3 separate regions of the Mus musculus genome follow, and all the other regions are linked to region 1. The links are chromatin contacts, called in public promoter capture Hi-C maps. All regions are on one chromosome and are shown on one strand. The core of a region is the stretch at or near the end of the contact, and the rest is flanking DNA. Distances in the headings are between cores, read along the strand shown. Region 1 holds the start of Grem1 (gremlin 1, DAN family BMP antagonist). Region 2 overlaps Fmn1 (formin 1). Region 3 overlaps Fmn1 (formin 1).

Region 1 (3,309 bases), core at 161-2,660:
TGACAGGAAGTGATAGATGATGATGAAGAAAAATGATGTAATGACTGGGAGATGAAATGGACTGTGGAGAAAACGCTAGGCTAGCATCGGCGTTCCAAAAACTAACACTTTGTTTAAGGAGGGTAATTTCCCCTCTTTGCATTTGTTATTTGGAATAGTTCATATGAGTCAGGAAGGGGCATGTAATTAAGGTTTGACTTTAGATGAGAGGGAGTTAATGAGTTTATAAAATAAACTCCCTTTTCTCTGGGGGAAATTATTCTCACACCGGCTCCGAGCACCCTCTTGGTGGGCTCCAGTGAACTCCGCATTCACTGCATTAGAACTCCGTGGGCTTCGGGACTCATAACTCTGCTTAAGTCCACTTGACCAGGATAGATCTTGAAGCTCATCTGATGGCTCTACTCTGTAGACAACTATTAACTGTGGAACAGTGTGTGTGTATGTTTGGGTATGTGCGTGTGTGTGAAGTGCACTAAGAGTATACAGATACAGCTTGCCATTTGCAAAAAGTCATTCAGAACGTCCTAATTTTTGAGATATTAACAGAGGTTCCCTTCTTGCTTCAGTTGCTTTGTGTGTGTATATATATGTCAAATATATATTTATATTATATATTCCATATATATATATGAACAGTACCTGTTAGGTGTTCAGTATATTTCTTACTCCCTCCCCTAACACTTGATAAAAAGGACTGAGTGCTGGGGTCCTTTTAGTTCATTCTTCTGCCACACACTCAGCTCAGGTAGATGGGCATCTGAGCAGAAGGAGCCAGTGCCAAGAAGAAGAGGGTATCCTTTTGCAGGCTGTTAGGGAGCCCGCCTGGGTTAACACCAGCTCAAGGGTTGACACCCTTTACGTTGGGGGCCTCGGGAAGATCCTTTAAGGCTCCTGCTTTGTCTGACCAGACTGTCCAACGGTGCCATTCAGCACAATGGTGAGGAAACACCTAGCTTGTCACGACCCGCTCCGTTGCTCTGCTCAGCGCAGCCGGGACTCCTGAGCGTGGAGCCCCATGCAGGCGAAGTTCAGCCTGCTAGAGAAGCCCAGACCTGGGGCTGGAAAGGGATGAGGGGCTAGAAGCCGGGGTGGGGGGATTTCCTCCCTCGCTCCCCTCTCCAACGGGAGCGGAAAATGTGATTTGCTGTGCATTCCAGGCGCGGTTCCCTGGGGTGACCTCTCCCACCCAGACGGGCAGGGGCAGGGGGGTGGGTGTAGACAAAGAGGCGAGGCGGGCGGAGAGGGGACCCCGCAGGGAAGCAGGAGGGGTGCAGTGGGCGGGGGCACTACCGGGAAAGGGGGCGGATAGCGGGTCCCGCGGCGGCGACGGCGCCTGACCAATGGAGAGACGCAGTCCCCGGCGCTTGGCTGGCGGCATTTAAACCGGAGACCGGGAGATGCCCGACACTAGGTGCGCCCTTCGCAGACCTGGAGACCCAGAGTACCGTGGTAGCGGCGCTCTCCTTCGTCTTCCTCCCGCGTCGAGCCCAAGTGGCTCGAGCCGCGGTCTCACGCAGCGCCACTCGTCCACAGCGAAGAACCTGAGGACCCACGGAAGTGACAGGTGAGCGCGGCGGTATTCTGGTGTGTGTGTGTCTCTGTGTGTGTGTGCGCGCGCTCGCTCGCGTGTGTGTTGGTATGAACCCAGGCTAGCCAAGGAGTCCCCAGGGTTCATACCATCTCGAATTCTTCTCAGTTGTGACACAGCCCCTTGGTGCACCAAAGACCCTTGAGTGCGCATTAAAGAACCGAACCTGGTCCTTCCTGCCGCAGAGGTAGATGTGGTGACTGAGGGGCACTGGGTCCACGGGGGAGGGAGGAAGGTAGAGAGAGAAGTTGTCAAAAAAGTGCATCCCGTTTCCATGTGCTGGAACCCTGCAAACTCGGTCCTGGTGCTTGAAGCACAGAGCCCGCGGGAGTCGCCTGCCGGGACAGGGCACTGTTGCCGAGTCAGAGCCCCGGAGCTGGCATCTCTGTGAGCTGAAGCCGACCTCGCAGCAAGTTGCAAGCAGAGACAGCCTTGAGAGTTGGGTACAGGGCTGGGACAGGGGCGTCTGTAGGAGTGGCGGTCCCAGGGCTTTGAGTGGTAACTGCTAAGGACTTGGGAATTGGTGGCGTGTGCATTTGCGGGTATGGCAGATGCAACTGAGGCTGGTAAGACAGAATCCGCGCGGCTTAACAAGTCGGGGTCGGGTACCTCGAAGCTTGAGTGCACGCGCCACACACTCTTGTGCTGGCTGTGCTCCGGCCGGCGCGTGGCTGTCTTTTTTGAGCCTCTTGGGGGGTTCCACGCTCTCATCCTCCATACAGCAGACCTGCAGGCGCCGGGCAGCCACTACTGGCTGTTTCCCACTTCCGTAGATGCTGGCCGATCTGTACCCCACAGGCCTCGGTAACGCCTCGCTGCGCCTCGCTAGCGACTGCGCTCTACTGCGCGCTTTGCCTCTTGCTCCTCGCTCGCTGCCGCTGCTGTGAGCCATTCCGGTGAGCCCTCTCTAGCTCCTGGTAGAAGTCTAGAGTGAAGGGAAAGGCATGTGGCTGTCATCTCCCTGGTCCTACTTATTTCCTGAATTCTAGTTTGGGAAGAACAACTTCTCTATAGCCCTGGACTGGCTGTTCCCTCTCTGGCGTTCTTCAGCTTAGTGTTTGCCTATGCCCGGCTCTGGCAACCATCCACCAGCGAGACTGGCTGGGGAGGATGCGAGATGACTAGCCTTTCGTCCGAGGACCTTCCAGAGAACCTTAGGGGGCTCTCTGGTCTAGCTCAGCAGCCGTCTTTCCCCTCCCCAGTAGAATCCAAATCCCTACCCTTTGATGGAGAAATATAGCCTAGAAGTGAGGGGTTAAAATCTCCTCTTAACTGTTGGAGGGCAGAATGACGACCATCAGTAAGTAATTGGATCTCTTGGTGGAAAGAGCAAACCCAAGTGGTGCGCACGTCTGTTTATGTTCCCCTGAGATGGTGCCAGGATACGAACTGATTAAAACAATCTACTGTGTTCAATGGGTCACCAGGGCTTTAAGCTGTCCCAGGAACTCCAGAGTAGTGGTTTCCTTCTGACTGCTCTTACAAGTTAAATAAATAGCGTAGAAGAGGTTAAGATAACCCCATCCCAGGGTGAGGGCTCTTCTTTCACCCCAGGGCTGCCCTCTCCTCACCCCCTCCCCTTTTTCTTTTTGGGACAAGGCAGGCAGGCGGCACAGGGCACTTGGGAGTACAGACTTTTCAAAGCAACGAAGGAAAAGGATCTTAAGAAAACAAGATCCTCCTTCACTATCACCACAACCAAGTCTGCAGATATAGGT
Region 2 (3,563 bases), core at 718-3,217, 260 kb after region 1:
TGTTTATTATCTATACAGCAGATAGGACAATGAGCTAAAAAAAAAAAAAAACAAAGCAAAAACAAACAAACAAAAACTCCACACCCCACACAGTTGTATGGCATAGATACCTATAGATATTGTAAGAAGCTGCCCCTGTGAATGGGCACGACCGTCTGGTGGTGTATGTATACTCACTCGGTTTACCTACGGAAAGGATGTCCAGTTGTCACATAATACAGTAATATGTTATAGGTACCTTTTTCCTCCCCAGTAATTTGTTTGAGAAATATTTACTGTGTACTTATAAGATCCTAGATACCACATGCAGCATCAAGTTGTAAATATTTATTTCAAGCAGTGGTTCTCAACCTTCCTAATGCTGCAGTCCCCTTAACACAGTCCCTCATGTTGTGGTGACTCTCAACCATAAAATTATTTCATTCCTATTTCATAATTGCGACTGTTATAAATCATAATGTAAATAGCTGATATGCAGGATATCTGATACACGACTACGGAAGGCGTCAGGACCCTAGGTTGAGAACTGCTGGCTTGGAGAGAGCCCCAGCAGCCCTGGTTCCAGCAGAAGCTGCCACTGGCACAGGTACAGTACAAGCGCTCCTGGCCAGCAACTGAAGTTCGCCCTTCATGCCTGCACCTTGAAGCCATCTGACCTGAATGAGGTTAACCTTCCCAGCTGCCCCTCCATGTCCTAAAATCCAACTCAACAGCCACAACCAGGGCCTTGGAAACACAGATCTGCTTCTTTCTCTGCACAGTACCAGTCAGTGGATCTCACGGTCTTGAGGGTGAAACTAGAGGACTTGAAAAAGCCCTGCAAGGACTCACCCACATGTAAACGTAGAACCTAGGACTTGGCAAAAGTGACTTTCCTATTCTAACACACAGTATAAAAGGTCTGAAAAATTCCACTTCAAGGCTTCATTTTCAGCTGCTGTCCTGTTTGCCACGACTATGTTCTAGGGACCAGGCTCTCTGTCGTCCCTTAGAGTCGCCAGACTCTTCACACCTTACACTCCACTCAAACTGACAGTCCCTAATAGTGTCTCTCCTTTCCCTCTAAAACTGCACCTCTCAGAGCACACCTCGGAAGCACTCAGCATGAACATCCCATGAGACAGATATTGTCATACTCTCATTCCCCCTTTGTCCCCCCTTCCTCTCTCCCTCTCTCCTCTCTCCCCCTCTCCTCTCCTAATTCCCTCTCTTCCCTTCCTTTCCTCCCCTCTCTTCTCCTCTCCCCATCCCAATGCGTCAAAAGTTTGTTCTGATTCCTTTAGCTGCTGCACAGTGCCAACAACCAGTTTGTTCAGTTCATTAACTTCACTAATACAACCTGAAAGAATGATCAGTGAATGAGATCTCTGACTCCCTATTCTATTTTTAAATGAAATAGATGAAAAATTAAATATATTATAAATTAAATAAAGATGTTTAAATGAGTATGTTTAGATGAAATAGGCTCTTAACTCATTTTTTTATATATCCTTTTCTCTTTTGTCATGTACAATGGATGTCTGGATGAATACACGGAAAGACAGATTTAATTGAAAGAGAGGATATATCACGTCTGTAAATTGATTTTAGCCTTATCTCTGTGTATAACATGCACACCATTTTTTTTAATTCCATTTTTTTTTTCAAGAAAAAAAATTTAGTATAAAAGCATGCTTGGTTCAAAAAGTAAAAGGGTCAGCCTGCCCTCTAGTGGTATATCTAGGAATTGCTTCTGAAATGAAACCAGGTTCCCTATCAGACAGGAAACCACATTTCTCAGTTAAGACTGTGTACCACTTATATTCCAACTAAAGAAAATTAAGACAAAACTAATGGTACCATTACCAACAAATGTGCAAGCTTCCACAAACATAGTAAGAAACTGTCACCCACATGGAAATCAGAGACATATATCAGATTACATTTTAGAAAGATTTTCTTCCTAGCTAGCAATGATTATACAGTTTAGGGAAGGAGTGTGCTGGTGGTACACGAAGAGGCAGTAATAACTTGGTACAAGCTTCCATGCCACCAGGAACTAATAAGCGCATTTCTCCTTCTATCTCAGCTCCTGGTTAGTGAACATGGTTTGACAACATCTGCATTTTGTGGGACAAACGTTCAGACTGCGGTACCCTGGATCCTGGGTGTGTTGGGGACTGGCTACTCCACAGCCTCCATCAGAACTCAACTCCAAGTCTGCTCACAGCCTTCTAAGGAGCCTGAATGGCTCAGGCTCAACCAAAGCAGCAACACACAGGATTTAATTCTGCTAAACTTGTGATGGTTTATATTATGCACAACAAAAAAGATAGATGAAAATATCCCTTAAGACACTCTCTGTCTTCCTTCACTGGCATCTTGGTTACACTGATATGAACATTTAGGGGAATACCAGGGAGGTTTCTAGAGATTTTTCATATGTCACATTTGTGGCAGTTTGGTTACACTGATATGAACGTTTAGGGGAATACCAGGGAGGTTTTTCATATTTCACATTTGTGGCAGTTTAGTTTAATGCCCAAACTGCTCCCCTGTCCGCTCAGAAATTATGATTTCCATGTGCTGTGTTGATGAAGACAAAGACACAAATGAATAGATCTCGGATTAACATTTTTGTGAGTTTAGCTGTATGAGCTCATGGGCAGAGAGCACTCCGTTCGCTCCAACAGCAAAGTGTAAACCTTGAGAAAGGGACCCATGAACTGGGTCAGAGATGGAGAAGTAAGGACGCCCACAAGTTTCCCCTAACGAAGGCCGCTGTGCCATCGGTATCTCCTGGAGACAACGTACAACCTAGGTACATTTTCCACTTGGCGGCTCTCCCTGGACCATTTCGCCCTGGGAGTTACCATCAATGTGACTGGATTGCACAATGAGCGGAGCCTGCCAGAGGCCATGGCTCCCTGGTGCTTCTCCTCACTTAGGAACAGAGTGTGTGATGAATGGAGTAAACCAGAAGGCTTCCCGTAACGGGAAGGTCAAGTACTGGCTGCGGCATTTCCTTGTATCCCACAACCCAAAGACTATCAGTTAAGAACAGACCAAACAGCCTGTCATTCCTCGGAAGCTTCCAAACAGCAGAAAGGACTGGCCCTAGATGGGACTGGCCCTAGACGGGACTGCTAAATTATTACGCTCTCCTCGACAGACAAAGGAAATGCCTTTTGTTTTCCCTATCTCACCTTTTTTTTTAGCATGTATCTCAATGACAACTAGATATGATTTTTATTAGATATTTTCACTTATTTACATTTCAAATGTTATCCCCTTTCCTGGTTTCCCCCTCTGAAGCCCCCTCTCCCCTCCCCTCTCCCCCTGCTCACCAACCCACCCAACCCAGCTTCCTGGCTCTGGCATTCCCCTACACTGGGGCATCAAGCCTTCTTGGGACCAAGGGCCTCTCCTCCCATTGATGACCAACACGGCTATCCTCTGCTACAAATATAGCTGGAGCCATGAGTCCCTCCGTGTGTACTCTTTGGTTGGTGGTTTAGTACCAGGGAGCTCTGGGGGTTATTGGTTGGTTCATATTGTTGTTCCTCCTATGGGGCTGCAAATCC
Region 3 (3,453 bases), core at 352-2,851, 310 kb after region 1:
CTCCTGAAACCTTGTTTTTAGATTTTAATGTAGTAAGATATACAGAGAGCCACAGAAGCTGGAGAATTTCTGAGTTCGAGGCCAGCCTGATCTACAAAGTGAGTTCCAGGACAGCCAGGGCTACACAGAGAAACACTATCTCAGAAAAACAAAAAAATAAACAAACAAAAAAAGATATACAGAGAGCACTATTTGCCATCATAAACAGTTTCCAGTGCATAGGACAGTGTCATGGACACTGCTGCATCTTTGGAGACACCATTAAACAAACCATAAGCTCTTGATTTTGCTTGACTGGCTGGTCAGTGAGCCTTCAGGATCCACTGGCTCTGCCTCACCAGCACTGGGATTACACGCATCACCCTGCCTGGCCTCTGTTGGTATGTACAGGAGATTGTTCTGACCCATACACACGCCCTTTATGCTTGCACCTTCATGACCTCAGAGCCACATCACCGGTCCTAAAAAACTCACTATCAAGTGTATATACAAGAATTTATGTGTATAAGAATCTAGAGGAAAAAGCAAATTGAGGTGACTGGCACAATGTCTGGGTGAGTATAGCAATAGCTACAATAAGTGAAAATAAATAAGTATTCTGGAAAGAGATAGAAATATGGAATGAATTTGAATATGTGGTGTGAACTGGCACTTTTGCAAGAATGTAGCACTTACTAAATGGGACTGGGCAGATGGGTATCAGTTTGAGAAAAACAAAATTTATATGTTATTACTGATGTTTGTTAATATAAATTCATTTTATTTGGAAATAAAATCTAAACTCAATCAGGGCAGGAACCTGGAGGCAGGAGCTGATCCACAGGCCATGGGGGGTGGGGGGGCTATTTACTGGCTTGTCATCCTTGACTTGCTCAGCCTGCCTTCTTATAGAACCTGGCACTACCAACCCAGGGATGGCACCACCCACAATGAGCTGGACCCTCCCCCATAAATTACTAACTAAGAAAATGCCTTATAGCAGGACTTATGGGGGTATTTTCTTAACTGAGGTTCCCTTCTTTAAGATAACTCTAGTTTGTGTGTCAAGTTGGCATATGATTAGCCAGAACAGCAAATAACTACATAAATGCATAAACAAAAGCTATGACTTAAACTCTTTGAACACAGTATTTGAGTCTGCACTTGGGATTTCCTTGTTAAATGTCAAGCTTTAGCTGAAACTGAGTTTGGGGAAGTTGATTTTCCCACCAGGGTTCCAAGCGTTACAAGAAGTGGAAGCTTAGCACTTTTTCACCTCCAGCTTCCCAGTCTGCCCCTCTTTTCTGCATGTACCCACAAAATGCAAGGCTGTCCTGGTCTCTAGTTTGGACATCTCTAAATCATGTGCTATCAAAATCACTTCATGCAAGTGACCTAAATGGCCATAGAACACACAACAAGCAAATCCACTGCCTAGGCAGCTAAAGAGGACTTGGGACAAGTCATCTAGACACATGACTTCAAGGCAATATCCACCTAGGCGTAACACACTCTGTTAGCCATGGATGGGGAAATTAAAACTCAGACGACAGTGAGCCAATAATTCCATGATATTTTTAGCTCTCCCTGGCTGATGAAGCAAGGCTGTCTGACTCACTAGGAAGAGCTCTCTCACTTAAGGCAAATGAGAAGCAAACCAGAGGGTAGGCAGATCCTCAGTCCTGTGAGGGTTGAGCTGATCCACAGATCTCTCGATAAGAAATATTTCCAAGTTGTTCTGAGCTTGGTACCTCCAAGCTTCTGGCAGTGAAAGTCCTAGGAGAGGCCACCTATGCGGGTGGTTTGCTCATAACTTCAACAGCCTGTGCTGAGTTCTCTTTTCCACAAAAGCCATGACCCCCCTAACACTGAGAGGACAGAATTTAGGGCTTGCCAAGCCTAGCTCGGGTGTGTTGCCAGTGGAGAACAAGGTTTCTTAGATGCACAGAGGAAGAGAAACCAAAGGTGCCCAGTTCATATAAGACCACACGAGAGCTTTCGCTCTTCATGACTCCTCCCTCCGACGGGCAATTAATTAAGAGACTAATTCAACAAGAGGTGCCATTTTTAATTCCACAAGCTTTGACTTCACTTTCTCTCGGGATTTTGAGTTTCACCATAATAATATATTGAGAAATGCCACCAGTCACAGAACATAGTAGCAGAAGAGAAGCGAGTGTCAAGAACTGAGAGAGGTTCCTCATCTGAACCTGGGGGCACAAACAGATGCCTGGTCATCAGGCACACCACGCAATGATGATGGCAGCATGCTTTTTCAGTAGCTTTTGGTTCTCATTACATGGTTTTATTGACTTTTTGAGATTTGTTTCTTTTTATATTACATAGATGGGTGTTTTGTCTGTGTGCAGCATGTGCAAGCAGTGACCTCAAAGGCCAGAAGAGGGTGTCAGATACTCTATATAATTAGAGTTACCTACTGTTGTCAATTTCCATCTGGGTGCTAGGAATCAAACCCCGCTCCTCTGGAAGACCATTTCTGTGTTCTGAGTCACTTCTCCAGACTCCATGACTAGGGTTTTAAAAATTCTCAAAATACTTAGAGTCACTAAGCAAAGGCTCAGTCAGAGAAGGCTCCTGAGTATTCAGTGCATCCAAACGTGACCCGAACTGGGACAAACTCTAGACTTGGCTAGGAACTGTATCAAACTCATGAAGCTTTAGGCATGAGATGGTTAGAAACATTCTAGAAACAGAAAACTAGTTCAAGAAACAAATCCAACCAAGCATTTATTATTAAATAATGTGTCTGGAGATATATTTAGATAAAATGCAAGGCGTGTGTGTGTGTGTGTGTGTGTGTGTGTGTGTGTGTATGAAAATTTTTCTAAAAATCTTAAAATGCCCTGGATAAAGTTTTCTATAATATGTGCAAACACAGTCCGGCGTGGTGGCACACGCCTTTAATCCCAGCACTCGGGAGGCAGAGGCAGGCAGATTTCTGAGTTCGAGGCCAGCCTGGTCTACAAAGTGAGTTCCAGGACAGCCAGGGCTATACAGAGAAACCCTGTCTCGAAAAACAAAAAACAAAACAAGACAAAAAAATAGTGCAAGAATTTTCATGCCCATCTCACACTAACAAGGTAGCACAATTCCAAGGGAAACTCCCAAAGGGGACCCCTCTACAACGAGTTTTGGAGGAAACTCCCAAAGGGGACCCCTCTACAACGAGTTTTGGAGGAAACTCCCAAAGGGGACCCCTCTACAAAGAGTTTTGGAGGAACAGATAGATCAGAAAAGTGGAAAATGTTATTTGAAGTATGCAGGAGAACTGGGGTGCTGTGCTGTGAGGTGCGGGGCAGCAGATGCCACAGGACTATGCAAACACCGCCACGGGAAGTCCATCTTAGGCATAAACACAGAGAGGACAGTTACTCTAAAACCCTGCTGTGAAATCAGTTCAAGAGTCAGGAACAAAACAGAACAAAACAGAACAAAACAGAACACCCTAGATCT

The links. Promoter capture Hi-C pulls out the DNA fragments that hold promoters and counts their contacts.
Region 2: a promoter capture Hi-C map of the 3T3-L1 cell line shows a contact between it and region 1, with 13 times the contacts expected there. The contact joins the enhancer-like site here to the promoter of Grem1 in region 1. A contact is called at or near these places in 20 of 39 promoter capture datasets (the 3T3-L1 cell line, 3T3-L1-derived adipocytes, the HPC-7 cell line and 12 more), 9 of 484 Hi-C or Micro-C datasets (the 3T3-L1 cell line, bone marrow-derived macrophages, embryonic fibroblasts and 5 more), 4 of 115 datasets of contacts at active chromatin or transcription factors (embryonic forebrain, embryonic stem cells, stem cell-derived neural progenitor cells and 1 more) and 4 of 9 other capture datasets (adipose tissue, embryonic stem cells, macrophages and 1 more).
Region 3: a contact with region 1 is called in a promoter capture Hi-C map of the 3T3-L1 cell line, with 2.6 times the contacts expected there. The contact joins the enhancer-like site here to the promoter of Grem1 in region 1. A contact is called at or near these places in 3 of 39 promoter capture datasets (the 3T3-L1 cell line, cranial neural crest and liver), 1 of 15 datasets of contacts at CTCF or cohesin (the NIH/3T3 cell line) and 2 of 115 datasets of contacts at active chromatin or transcription factors (bone marrow-derived macrophages and embryonic fibroblasts).

Annotation. Positions count from the first base shown.
Region 1 is chr2:113,756,749-113,760,057 of GRCm38.p6, reverse strand. It overlaps Grem1 (gremlin 1, DAN family BMP antagonist), which reads left to right and starts at 1,410. Exons shown (of 2, transcript NM_011824.4): 1 at 1,410-1,567.
Region 2 is chr2:113,493,040-113,496,602 of GRCm38.p6, reverse strand. The region is part of intron 5 of Fmn1 (formin 1); the gene reads right to left. Among named protein-coding and RNA genes, the nearest start is that of Gm13963, 100 kb to the right of the region's middle. Within about 2 kb of position 1,967, at least 19 of the 459 cell types and tissues checked have an H3K27ac peak or open chromatin away from gene starts, as enhancers often do. A contact at or near this core is called in adipose tissue, where this site is marked.
Region 3 is chr2:113,448,184-113,451,636 of GRCm38.p6, reverse strand. All of the region lies in intron 4 of Fmn1 (formin 1), which reads right to left. Among named protein-coding and RNA genes, the nearest start is that of Gm13963, 58 kb to the right of the region's middle. Within about 2 kb of position 1,601, at least 94 of the 459 cell types and tissues checked have an H3K27ac peak or open chromatin away from gene starts, as enhancers often do. A contact at or near this core is called in the NIH/3T3 cell line, bone marrow-derived macrophages and embryonic fibroblasts, where this site is marked.